Linked DNA regions of Gossypium hirsutum: region 1 is linked to region 2. The links are chromatin contacts, called in public Hi-C maps. All regions are on one chromosome and are shown on one strand. The core of a region is the stretch at or near the end of the contact, and the rest is flanking DNA. Distances in the headings are between cores, read along the strand shown. Region 1 holds the start of LOC107952855 (ethylene-responsive transcription factor-like protein At4g13040). Region 2 holds the start of LOC107955252 (E3 ubiquitin-protein ligase RNF4).

What was found. A called contact is a pair of places that touch in the nucleus more often than the background predicts.
Region 1: a contact with region 2 is called in a Hi-C map of leaf, with 2.5 times the contacts expected there. The contact joins the promoter of LOC107952855 here to the promoter of LOC107955252 in region 2. A contact is called at or near these places in 3 of 34 Hi-C or Micro-C datasets (leaf and petal).

What each region holds. Positions count from the first base shown.
Region 1 is chrA07:46,606,332-46,612,569 of Gossypium_hirsutum_v2.1, reverse strand. It overlaps LOC107952855 (ethylene-responsive transcription factor-like protein At4g13040), which reads left to right and starts at 1,757. Exons shown (of 8, transcript XM_016888060.2): 1 at 1,757-2,257; 2 at 3,198-3,302; 3 at 3,552-3,679; 4 at 4,569-4,653; 5 at 5,423-5,603; 6 at 5,806-5,927; 7 at 6,019-6,171. The coding sequence starts at 3,260. The coding sequence ends at 6,158. It overlaps LOC107952857 (a long non-coding RNA gene), which reads right to left and starts at 1,061. Exons shown (of 2, transcript XR_001698953.2): 1 at 833-1,061; 2 at 1-17.
Region 2 is chrA07:46,093,272-46,099,053 of Gossypium_hirsutum_v2.1, reverse strand. LOC107955252 (E3 ubiquitin-protein ligase RNF4) reads right to left here and starts at 2,004. Exons shown (of 6, transcript XR_001699871.2): 1 at 1,779-2,004; 2 at 782-1,066; 3 at 609-663.

The DNA.
Region 1 (6,238 bases), core at 508-3,007, 510 kb before region 2:
CATCTAGGCGAGCCATTCTGATTTTTACAAATTAAAAGAAAATCTATCGATCAGAAGTCTGTCCACGCTCACTACACCAAATTATTGAGTGTTCTGATGTGCCCTCTCGATGAGGGGAATCGAGTATTTATAAGACACAATTTCTATTCATTGAAATGACGTCCTAGGTAGGCTCCATGCATGCCAACATGTATACTATTCTAGACTTAACACTTGTTCCTCGAACTACCCACTTGATTTCGCATCCTCTGCTTGCGAACACCTAGGAACATGTGAGCACTCTCCCCGCGAGCCCCTAATGTCTCTACCTTGTGGGGCTCAAGTTCTTTTGCATCTACTCAGGTTGTGGGTTGATGGTTCGAGGTTATATTCAAGTTTTGGGTTGAAAACAGAAAATACCATAACAAGTGTGCATTCAGTCTATTTGGTTATTTCATGGCAATAATTGAATAAATCAAAATTTTTGTTGTAACCAAATTAACCAAACTGAAGTTATGTGCAAAACCGAAATAATCGAATCAGTCGATTCGGTACGGTTTATTTTTTTTAATTAACATAGTTTCTTTTCCCACTTGTACTTGCAGATTCGAGCTATGGGGTTCACTAGAATAAGTAATTCACGTTGAAGTTAAGGGAAACAAAGTGGAAACGATGGTAGAAAAAAAGAGAGCACTAAGCATAAAAGTCAATGAGCTAAGACGCAACTAAGCTAAAACCGACAAAAACATTCTCTCTCTTTGTCGACAACCATAAAAATTTGCAGCAGAGAAAGTATTTAGAGAAATAAAAGAAATAATACATAAAAAAAGAAAATAAAGTTAAACTATCCTACCGTGCAATGAGATGAATGAATCTGCCAACGATGATGGTGACTGGTGCACGTGTGTGAGACGTTAAGCTCGAGCGTCGACCGTCGAGCAGAGGAGAGTTGAAAAGGGACGTCGACCGTCGGTCTGCTGACTGGAAGAGGGCTGGTGGTGGCGATTTTTTTTTTTTCAGATATGGGACAAGAGGAAGAGGAGAAATGAAAAGAAATGAAAATGCCGAACCTCGTTTTGTTTAGTTTTAGATATTTATTTTTTAAAAATAAATTAATTATGTAAATAATATAATTAAAATTAAAATTAAAATTAAATCGGGTTTGGGTTTTTAGTTTATATTTATTTTTTGGGCTAGATTTATATTTGGGTTGAGTTGGGATTGATTTTTTATTTTTGGGTTGTGCTCGGTTGTTTGGGTATAAATATAATTATAAATTTATGTTTTAATGTTTTAAAAAATTGGTTTATTTGATTATCTTGGTTTAGATTTTTAAAACCGAAATTGAATTGAATTAACCATGTAATTAATTAATTAAAAACTGATTAAATAAAAAAATAATTAATTTAATTTAATTATTTTGGTTATTTCAATTAAACAGAAATAATTTTCACCTCAAATTAAATTAAAGTAGAACATTAAATTTACTACTTACACACATATTTAATAATAGAATTTAATCAATTATATTAAAATTCATTTAATAATAACTATTAAAATTCTAATCTATATCAAATTTCTTATACTAATAAACATATACTTTATAATAATAAAAGAAAGGAAAAAAAAATCTATTTTTTAAAAAAAATATATAATTCTAAAGTAAAAAGGAAAAAAACCGAAGAGATTAAATTAGAGGGGGTTAATATTGGAACCATAGCAGACTAATGACTAAAACTCTTCAAAAGTAACACCCAATACAGAGGATACGTAGGCCTCCACATATTCAAACCCCCTCCTCTCTCTCTCTCTCTCTCTCCCCAAGACTTGGCCTTGCTTTGATTTGTTTTGTTTTATTGTTGTTGATTGATTTTCAGCATTCAACAGCAGGCAGCTTCACCACCCTTTCATAGAAAACAAAATGAGCTTTCACCTCACAAACTAAAATAAATAAATAAAATTAAAAAAAAAAAGAAACAAACAAAAGGTGGTAGTGGTAGATGCATGAGCCACCACCACACCAACACAAACTTGTTGAAAACTCTCATCTTTCTTATTTCTCCCTTCCGTTCTTTCCTCACTCTTTCTCTTATTTCACCACCATCTCCTTTCCTTGATCCTTCTCATAACACCTAAGGATCCTGAGTTTTTTTTTTAACCTTTCTTTTTGTTCTTTTATCAGATTTTAGGTTCAACCTTAATAAAATTGTCTTTCTCTCTCTGTTTTCCTCGGTTTCTGCGCTGTCCCGACTACCACCTTTTCTTTCTCCTTTCTCAGGTACCAAATAAATGACTTTTTGTTCTGGGGTTTGTTTATCTTCTTCCTTGTAATGGGTGGGTTTTCTGCGTTTCCTGGCTATGGGGTTGTCGCCATTTTTGGCTTGATGACCGTAAAGGCTTTAGCTTTTTGGCTTTTTCCGTTTTCCTCTTTGAATTTTTGTGTTTTGGATTTTGGGTTTTGTGTTTTGTCTTGTATTTTTCACTGCCTATGCTTCCATGAAAGGTGTTAGGTTGGTGGGGTTGACTTGTTTTTCCACGGAGTGATAATTGGGTTTTCTATCAGCCAGACTTACTGGACAGCTTTGTTAGTTTCACATGATGAAAGTTTTGGCTTTTACTTTATGCAAATTATGATGAATTCATCGCTTTTCTTCACCTAAAAAAAAAATAATTATGGCTGACTTTATGTCACATTGCCCCCTTATCCGGAGCTTAGCTAGCTTTTAGAAGCGAAAACCACGTTTCATGGTATTTTCATTGGTTTGTTCATATTAATTTTCAATTCCATCTATGATTGATTTCTGTTTAACTAGCATCAAATCTGTTGTCTGTTTTCAGAAATCTAATCCGTGCAAGCTATTTAGCCCTTGAATCCCTTATTATCTTGTAGCATTATTGAAATCAAACGTACTTGGTGATGAGAAACCAGCTGTTTCTATTTCAGCCAACCAAATTCCGTACCAAGTACTTTTGGTTGACTGTAATAAATGATAGCAAAAGTTTATTAACATCTGGGAAATTTCTTTGTTCTTTGTCTAAGTTTAATTGATTAGGTGCATCAGATTACTTGCATTGACTCAGTTTTGATGGCTTTTGTATTTTTTTTTACACATTTTTCTTCTTTTGCTATATGATCACCACGGATCATATCAGTTTACTGTTCGTCATTTTGTGATTGTTTAATCTACCTATAACTCGTCCATCTTTGGTAATCTTAGGAGCATAGATAAAGGGATAAATGCAAAGCTAAACCATTGGTCACTGATTGAAGCATTGCCAAATGGTGAGCTTACGCAGACGCAAGCTCCTGGGACTCTGCTCTGGTAAACTTTAGTTGACATGTAGTTTTTATATTGCATAATTAGCTGCTTCTATTGGTATCTATGAAGAGGAACATTTACTAAATTACTATGTATGTGAAGTGTGCCCTTCCCTTCATTTCTTTGCCCTTGTGTTACTTAAAGTGAGCCTGTCTAAGTAAACTATGAATTACTTGTATAGTGAATGTAATCAAACAAGTTCTAGATTATGCCTGAATAATTTCATTCACCAAATCTGGTGACTTTTTGCAGGGACGAGTTCCTTTTTTACTCCACTTTCTAGATTTTTCGATAATGGTAATGCCCCTGGAAATTCAAGTCAGAGTGCAAAATTGGTCACTGTGCATCCAATGCCCTCAGATCCCATCCACATGAATGGGGTAAGAATGCATTATTAATCAGTTGATTAGATGTAGTTTTGACGGTTTAACTGTTTTCTCTTTGTTGGGTTGATACGACTTCATTTTCCATTATTTTTCTTTTATCATTTATAAACTTAGCAGCTCGCGGAGACTCTTTTTATCTTTTTTTTTCCCTTGAGCTAGGGATGCTTACCTTAATAATGCCTCTCTAGTTTTGTCTTGTAACTTAGCTTGGTCTGTAGTTGTATATTTGCTGGTGTGTTTTCTCATACATAATAATTCTAGGAGTAAATCATTTCATTTCATTCCTCTTTGTCCACAATAAGGGGGAAGAGGACCATTTGTCATTGTTGAAGACTTTCTATTCCCTTATGACAGATTTTCTTTTTTTTTTAGTATGTTATGAAGTATTGGTAATATGAAATTGTGAAAATACAATAGAGGGGAAGAGGACCATTTGTCATTGTTGAAGACTTTCTATTCCCTTATGACAGATTTTCTTTTTTTTTTAGTATGTTATGAAGTATTGGTAATATGAAATTGTGAAAATACAATAGAATGTGCTGGTTGATGATTACTGACAGAGATTACATTTTCTACCTTAAACATTGTTTTGCTATCTATATTTGTGTGGTAGCTACTCACGAACTACTCTTGTGATTAGCATGTTTGTGGTTGGTGTAGTTGTTATGGTTATATAAATAGTGATGGCAAGTGTGGTTATGTTATATAAGAAGGAAGTGAAAGGTGGATCTTTAGAAAAAGTTAAATGCTCTGCTTGTTTTGACTCCAGAATCATATCTTGCTTGCTCATTCCATTGCATCCTGTGATTAGCATGTACTACTACTACCATCTCTCTCTTGTTTTACTAATTAACTGTTACATGTAACTTTTGATGTTTCTCAGAAAAGCATTCCTAAGGTTGCTTCTGGATCACCGAATGTCTCCGGCTCCGGCTCATCAAAAGAGCATCATAATCAACCTTTTCCTGGTTTGTTTCCCTGGAATCACATGTTCTATATATTTGTTGCTATTGTTAAGGCTGGAAAAGTTTTACTTTTCCAAGTCTTGCTTACTGTTGGTCTTTCCTTCCACTCTTAACATTTTTTTCACCCTCTATCTTTGCACCTAAGCATTTACTAATGAATGGGTTTTATGTCTTGATTGCTTACCTTGCCTCCATATTCAGCTTTAATGGCTTGAAAGAACTGCATTCAATTTTTCTTATTTTTCAAAATTTAAATGGTTAGAAAGACATGCATCCATGCTACATTTTGTGATGGTTTGTGATGGTAAAGCTGCATGGATTAATATGATATGGTTTATATTCTGCAGAATATGCTAAAACGTTACAAAGCTTACGTCTTTTCCCTTGCTCTCCACTCACTTGCATACTGTTCTTGTTAAAAGTAAAAATGATTTTGGTTCGTGTATCTAATTTTCAAGGCTAGCATTGCATAGTTTGCTCATCAAAGTTTCATGTATTTGACATCTTTAGTTTGTGTTTGTTGTTATGGGGAAGCTACTGTCCAGAGAATCAACATTGTGAAATGATGTTATGAAAATGATTTGATCCACAGTTGGTTAATGTTCGAAATAGGATGGTTTTATACTATGCATATTAGAATCCTCTTGTGTGACTTTTGGATTTTTTTATCTCATTTTGGGGCTATGTCATTACCATTAAAATCCAATACAGGGAGCCATTTACATTTCTACATTTTAACTGATGCCCAAGCACAATGTTATTATCTGTGTAGGGCAACCGATCAAACGCAGGAAGCGACACAGGAGGAAGCATGTTCAAAACCAAGAACAATGTCTAATGAGGGGTGTATACTTCAAAAATATGAAATGGCAGGCTGCAATAAAAGTTGACAAGAAACAAATTCACTTGGGAACAGTTGGTTCACAAGAAGAAGCTGCCCATTTATATGACAGGTAAAATATCGACTTTTATCTTTGCTTATAATGATTGCCTACTACAATTTTGTCCCTAAACTTCGATTGCTATTTGTTGCTCCGTAGATAGGCTAATGCTGGTTTCTACGGCTTCTCAATGTAATAAAGATGGTTTCTTAGTATTGATTTATTTTCTTTGATTGATACACTAACGGATTTTGAAACACGTTTCTATCTATAGAGCGGCATTCATGTGTGGAAGGGAGCCGAACTTTGAACTCTCAGAGGAAGAGAAGCAAGAGCTTAGGAAATTCAAGTGGGAAGAGTTTTTGGCATATACTCGGCGATCAATTACAAATAAAAGTAACCCTTTTGTTTATGAATTTTCTATGATCTCCAGAGCTGCTGTTGTTCAAATATTCATTGGGGTTTATTTGTAACGATTGGATTACAGAATACAAGCGAAGGCTCGGGAAGGTGGAACCACAGAAGAGATCTGAACCTGCAATGGAGAACAGCGAGTGGGACAACAAACAAGGAGTGAATAGCTTCTCAGCTTCAGAAGAGTTCGGGCCAGACTCTTCAGCCTCATAATCGATTTGAGAGTGTTAGTGAGGCTAAACCAATAGCTTTAGCAGTTAAATTTAGAGTTGCAGGGTCTCTCCATTTTTGGG
Region 2 (5,782 bases), core at 755-3,254:
AGACTATAAAGTTATCAAAAATTAGTAGAATATAGTTCTAAATCTAAAGCAATCACACCAAAAATATGTTCTGAGAACTCGAGGACATACGAAACAAAGTTTTAATACAATTCTCAGAAGTATATAAAGAAAAAATTGATCAGTTTCTTCTATTGAGTTATGAGGCACATGATGTCAACTAGATTTCCACTTGGATTAAAGACATGTTTGGTTAATAGATTGTGATTGCTTTGCTTGTAATTGTCATTTCTGAATAGAATACATCCAGGTTCCTTCCGTATTCCCATTAATCTTTTATTATTATTATTATTATTATTTGGTATTTTATCACCCAAAAAAAACACACGAAAATCCCTTATGATCAACAAGTTAAAGGGTAGTCTTCAGTTTCCCTAAGGACCCTCTAACTCATAAAAATAATTAATCACCTAAATCATGTCAGAAATCAAATCATTATGGGCGTCAATAATATAACTAAAAAGGAATCTTTTGATGTCGAGCAGATATATAGAACAAGGTTCTTTTATGCAACATGCTTACGGCAATGCAGGTAGCAGATGATGAAAAAGAAAATATTAGACACACCCTTCCCTAATAAATTTAGCTACCTGAATCTACGTCAACAACAGTCCTTCCACGGCTTCTCCTAGAATTGTTTTTAGCCTGACATAAAACCCCAAGAAAATTAATAACAGTCGACATAATGCAAATGAATCCATAAAGACAAGTTTAATGTACAGTTAATGTGAAAACAAAATACTATTGAACAAGAACTGCATACCGCTGCGAATGCTATAGCAGAAGATTCAATTACATCATCATCAATAGCTTCAACATCAATAGTTGCAGGTGGTGGAGGCTGTACGGGTTGAGCAGTCAGTTGCTCAGATCCAGCCTGCTGCGAAGTACCCTCCTGTTCCCTGATTTCAGTGGGAGGAACATTGAGATCCAGGAGTGCCTTCCTTCGTCGATACCCTCTAAGAGAAGGCCCCCTCACTTCTATTGTGCTCATGTTCGGCTTAATATTTTTCCTAAGTGCTATTCAAATATGCAGCCTCAACAATACCTAAAAACAATCACCTTGAACTTCCACATCAAGTTTTCACTAAAACCAATAAATTCTTTCACCCGATTGAAGCACGAGAAAAGTAACACTTGAAAAGTATAAGAAACTCACAAATACTTGGTTCAATCTCGACAGTAACAAAAAAAAAACTCATGATTTAGAACTCAAAAAGATCCAGAAAATGAGCAGACAGACACTTAATTCTTCTAAATTCTTAATTTGAAAAAAATGAAAGAGTAATATGCAAATAGTAATTTGAATAATATTTTAGCAAAAAAGATATCTTTTTTTTTCTTTCTCAAGCTTGCTTCCTTAATGATCCAAACAGCACCATATGAGTGAACAACTGATTTCCATATTTCCAGCTTGATATTGTTGATTAAATTAATTTATTTTAAAGAAGTACGGGATAATGAACAACCACTCGACATAAAATCATTTTTTTTAAATTAGTCAACATTCGAACTAGAACCGATCGGCAGATAAAAACCCGCAACCAATCAATTATAACAAACTGATAATCAAATATAAAATGAACTTTAAAAAATTTAATCAAATTTAATTTAAGAACAATCAAGATTAGAAAAGAAATAATAAAAATATCTCAAATCTCAGCAATTGAACATCAACCAGATCACCGCATTGATTAAAACGAATTGAAAAAAAAATAAAAGAAATTAACAAGAGAAAGTATGAGAGATTAAAAAAATACCTTGAAATCATGGAAAAATGGAATCAATTTTCGAATTATTCCCAAAAGAAAAAAAAAAGAAGAAGAATTGGAAGGAAAAAGAAAATTAAGAATTGGAAGGAAGGAAGGGAGGGAGATGAGGGAAGGTGGAAAACCTTACGAAAATCTTGTGAATTTAGGGTTTTTAAACAGGCAAAAGATTTTAGTGCGAGGGAATGGAAAGGAACTGCTAGTCACAAACCAGGAAATCTTGGTTTCCACGTGGCTTGATCTCTCTGATTCTAATACCTGTCACGTGGTGACTCACATATGCACCACGTGGCTATTTTAAAAATCTTTGTTCATTTTTAAAAGTTAGATTCATCCTAGATTCTCATTCTTAGCAAGTGGCTTAATGTTTATGTGAAACTATGGAATAAAAATTTTAAAAATTTTATATTTTTTATACATTTGTAATTTAATTCTTATTTTAATTTTTAGGAATTTAATTTTTATATTTTTTGAATTTAAAAATTTAATTTAGTTATTATCATTATTAATTTTTTTATTAAATTTATTAGAGTAAAATTTTAAAATTTAAAATATATATTTACTTGATAATTATGTAATAATAATTATAATGTTGAAAATACTAATTAAAATTTTTTTTCCTTAAAATTACTCATTTGAACTTATCATGATAAAATATTTTTTGTTGTTGTTGTTGTGTTCATAAGAAAAATTGACATCAACATTTGATTGACATAATTAACATTATTAATTGTTTAGCCTAACTAATGATATTATAAAATAGAGGAATCAAATTGTATAAAAAATTAAAGCATGTATATATTAAATCTCACATTTCAGTATAATATAGAGACTATTATCTTATAATGGAAAAAAGAAAACAAAGACAAACTCAAAAGAAATGTGAAGCCACTCTATCAATCTCTAAGAGTTTTAAGACATTAAAATTATATATAACAACGTAATATTTTAATAAAAAAATTAACAATATTAATTATTTGAATTAATTAATAAAAAAATTTGAGAATAAGATGATGTGCCCCGTATGTGTTAATAGAAGGAAGATCATTTAGACCTTTTTATATCTATACTATTTGTAAACAATTATCAAAAATTCTCTTATTTGCAAAGTAAGATATATGATTTTGTAAGTGTTTTTTGTTTTTTATATTTTTATAAATAAAAATAAAAATTTAGGCTAAATAGGTCAAATGTGCCAAAAAAAAGTAAATTGATTAAATAGATAGATTTTTTGAAAATTTAGGGAAATAAATCGTTTTTAGAGAAAGTGTAAAAGCGCCCCGCACTGGATGCGTTTTCCTTTAAGTTAAATTACTTTTTTTATATAATTAGCTTCTAGCTAAATAGTTAAATGTTAGTGGTTTTGTTTTTGAGTTTCGAGTTAGATTCTTTTTTCCATTCACATTTGTATTTTTTTATTATCTTATTTTATTCTTACTTTTCTTATTATTCTATTGTTCTTGTCTTTTAATTTGAATTTTTTAATTTAATAAAGAAATAGTCTATTACAAATTGTTGAAAGATTCAATTCGTTAGAATCTAATCCAAGAATAGGAATTATTAGTAAAAATAGAATTTTCGAGAGATATAGAAAGATGCAAAACTCTATATTTCTATTCTATTTTTTCTCTATTTAAATTATATATACATATGCAATGGAGGAAGATAAATTTCATTTTATTTGTCTCTCCAAATTCGAATTTCATTTCACAGAAGAAAAAAATTCACTTTTTATCTTGTTGATAGAGGTTTATTCAATAGTAATATCAGATAAAAATAATTTTTCACATAATTTGTTTTTCGACAATTCCTTTTTTTGTCACAAAGTCAAAGCCCATTACACAGGTTTTGACTTTGATTCTGATAAACTAACTAACTACCTTTTCTCTACAAATAAAAAAATTTTCACTTAAGAGTCTAGCTCACTCAGAATACCTTTTAAAGGATTACATGGTACGATTGAATCGAATAAACCCTTATGGAATAAATATTCAGCCGACTGTGAACCTTCCAATATTGTTTTATTCAATGTTTGCTCAATTACTTTTTTACCCACAAATGCAGTATAGGCATTGGATTCAACAATAATGATATCCTCCAACATACCAAAACTCGCGGTCACTCCATCGGTAGTGGGAGATGTAAGAATTGATACATAAAATAACTTTTTATTTGATCGATAATCATATAAAGTGGGAGATATTTTAGCCATTTGCATCATGCTCAAACTTCTTTCTTGCAAGCGTGCTCCTCCAGAAGCACACACTAGAATAAGAAGTAAAAATTATTGGTAGCATGTTTGATCAAACGGATGATTTTCTTGCCTACTACGGATCCCATACTCCCCCCAATAAACTGGAAATCCATAACCCCGATTGCTATAGGAATACCGTTTAATTGACCTGTGTTTGTTTAAATAGCCTAGTTAATCCTATATTTCTTTGATAAAAATCAATACGATCTTTATAAAGCTCTTCTCCAGACTGAAATTCAATGGGATTCAGAGAGATCATGTCTTCATCCATAGGACCCCAAGTGTCTGGATCAATAAAAACTTTGATTCCATCTGAACTACTCATTTTCAAATGATATCCACATTGTTCACAAATATTCATTTTTGACTTAAACAATTTCTTATAATTTAGTCCATAACAATTTTCGCATTGAACCCACAAATGCTTGTATAGATCGAGATCATTAGAACTTTCTTTTAGAGTTAAATCATTACCATTTTCACAAGTTATTATATCGAAATTCTTGCCTTCACTACTATTTCCACCTTCGCTGCAAATGTAATTATAAATATAATTATCATTGGAATTGCCACTACTACTTAAAATGGAACTATCAATACATATTTGAGAACGAAGATAAGAGTCAATACAATTATTAATGTCATTATTCCAACGATAGTTAGCATCATTATTATACACATACAAGTTAAAATGATAGTGGGGCTCATATTTTTCGAGCCATTATTCGTATAACTAGAATTATGATAAGTATAAAAAAAACTTTCTAGTTCACTCAAAAAAGAATGATCATTGTTAAGCTCAAAAATTTGATTTTCACTATCAAAATATATGGAATAATGGTCCTGATTATTATCCCTAATTAAAAAGGTGTCATCATAAATGAAATTCCAAATGTATTTGACAACAACTAAATGATCAACCTTACTATAATAACTAGAGCTGTCACTACAATCGTGAATGTTTTTATTTGTATCATTTCTAGTCGAGTCTTCGTTTATAGTAGTATTTTCAACAGGACCAAGGCGGCATGTTGTTTTAAGTTTATTATTATTTTTTTAATTAATATTTTTAACATATTAGCTCTCTTGGTTAAATTGTTAAATAAAAATGATTCCATTCTTGAGTTTCGAGTTCAATTCCTCTTCTAAACACATTTGTAATTTTTATTTCATGTTGTTTCAAGCTTCTTCTTTTTTAATTAGTAAATATAATATTTTCAAAAAAATATTTTTAATTAATAAATATTTTATTCATAAAATCAAATAATAAATATGTAATGATAAAATAAAAATATATTTTACATATATCATTATGTCAAAAATATTTGAAATTAATAACTCTTTTATATATAATATAAACATCAACTAGTTTTTTTGATACAATTTTCTTTATATATAATATCTATATGTCAAATATTTATTTTCTCAAAGTATATTGTGGGTATGGTGATTTATAGTATTATAAAATGAAATAATTATTTGAAATATAATTATTATTTTTATATGTAAAATATTTTAAATATCATTGTTTTTTCATCTACATTGTGGGTATGATATTTCAAATATTTTTATATGTGAAATATTTTAAATACACATACAAAAATATATAATACTAAAATTTACTACATTCATGATATGGATTGAAAAATAAATATTACACATATAAAAATTATATTTACTAAAAAGAATGATATTTGTAATAATTATTTGATTTTATAAATAAAAAAATTATTAATAAATA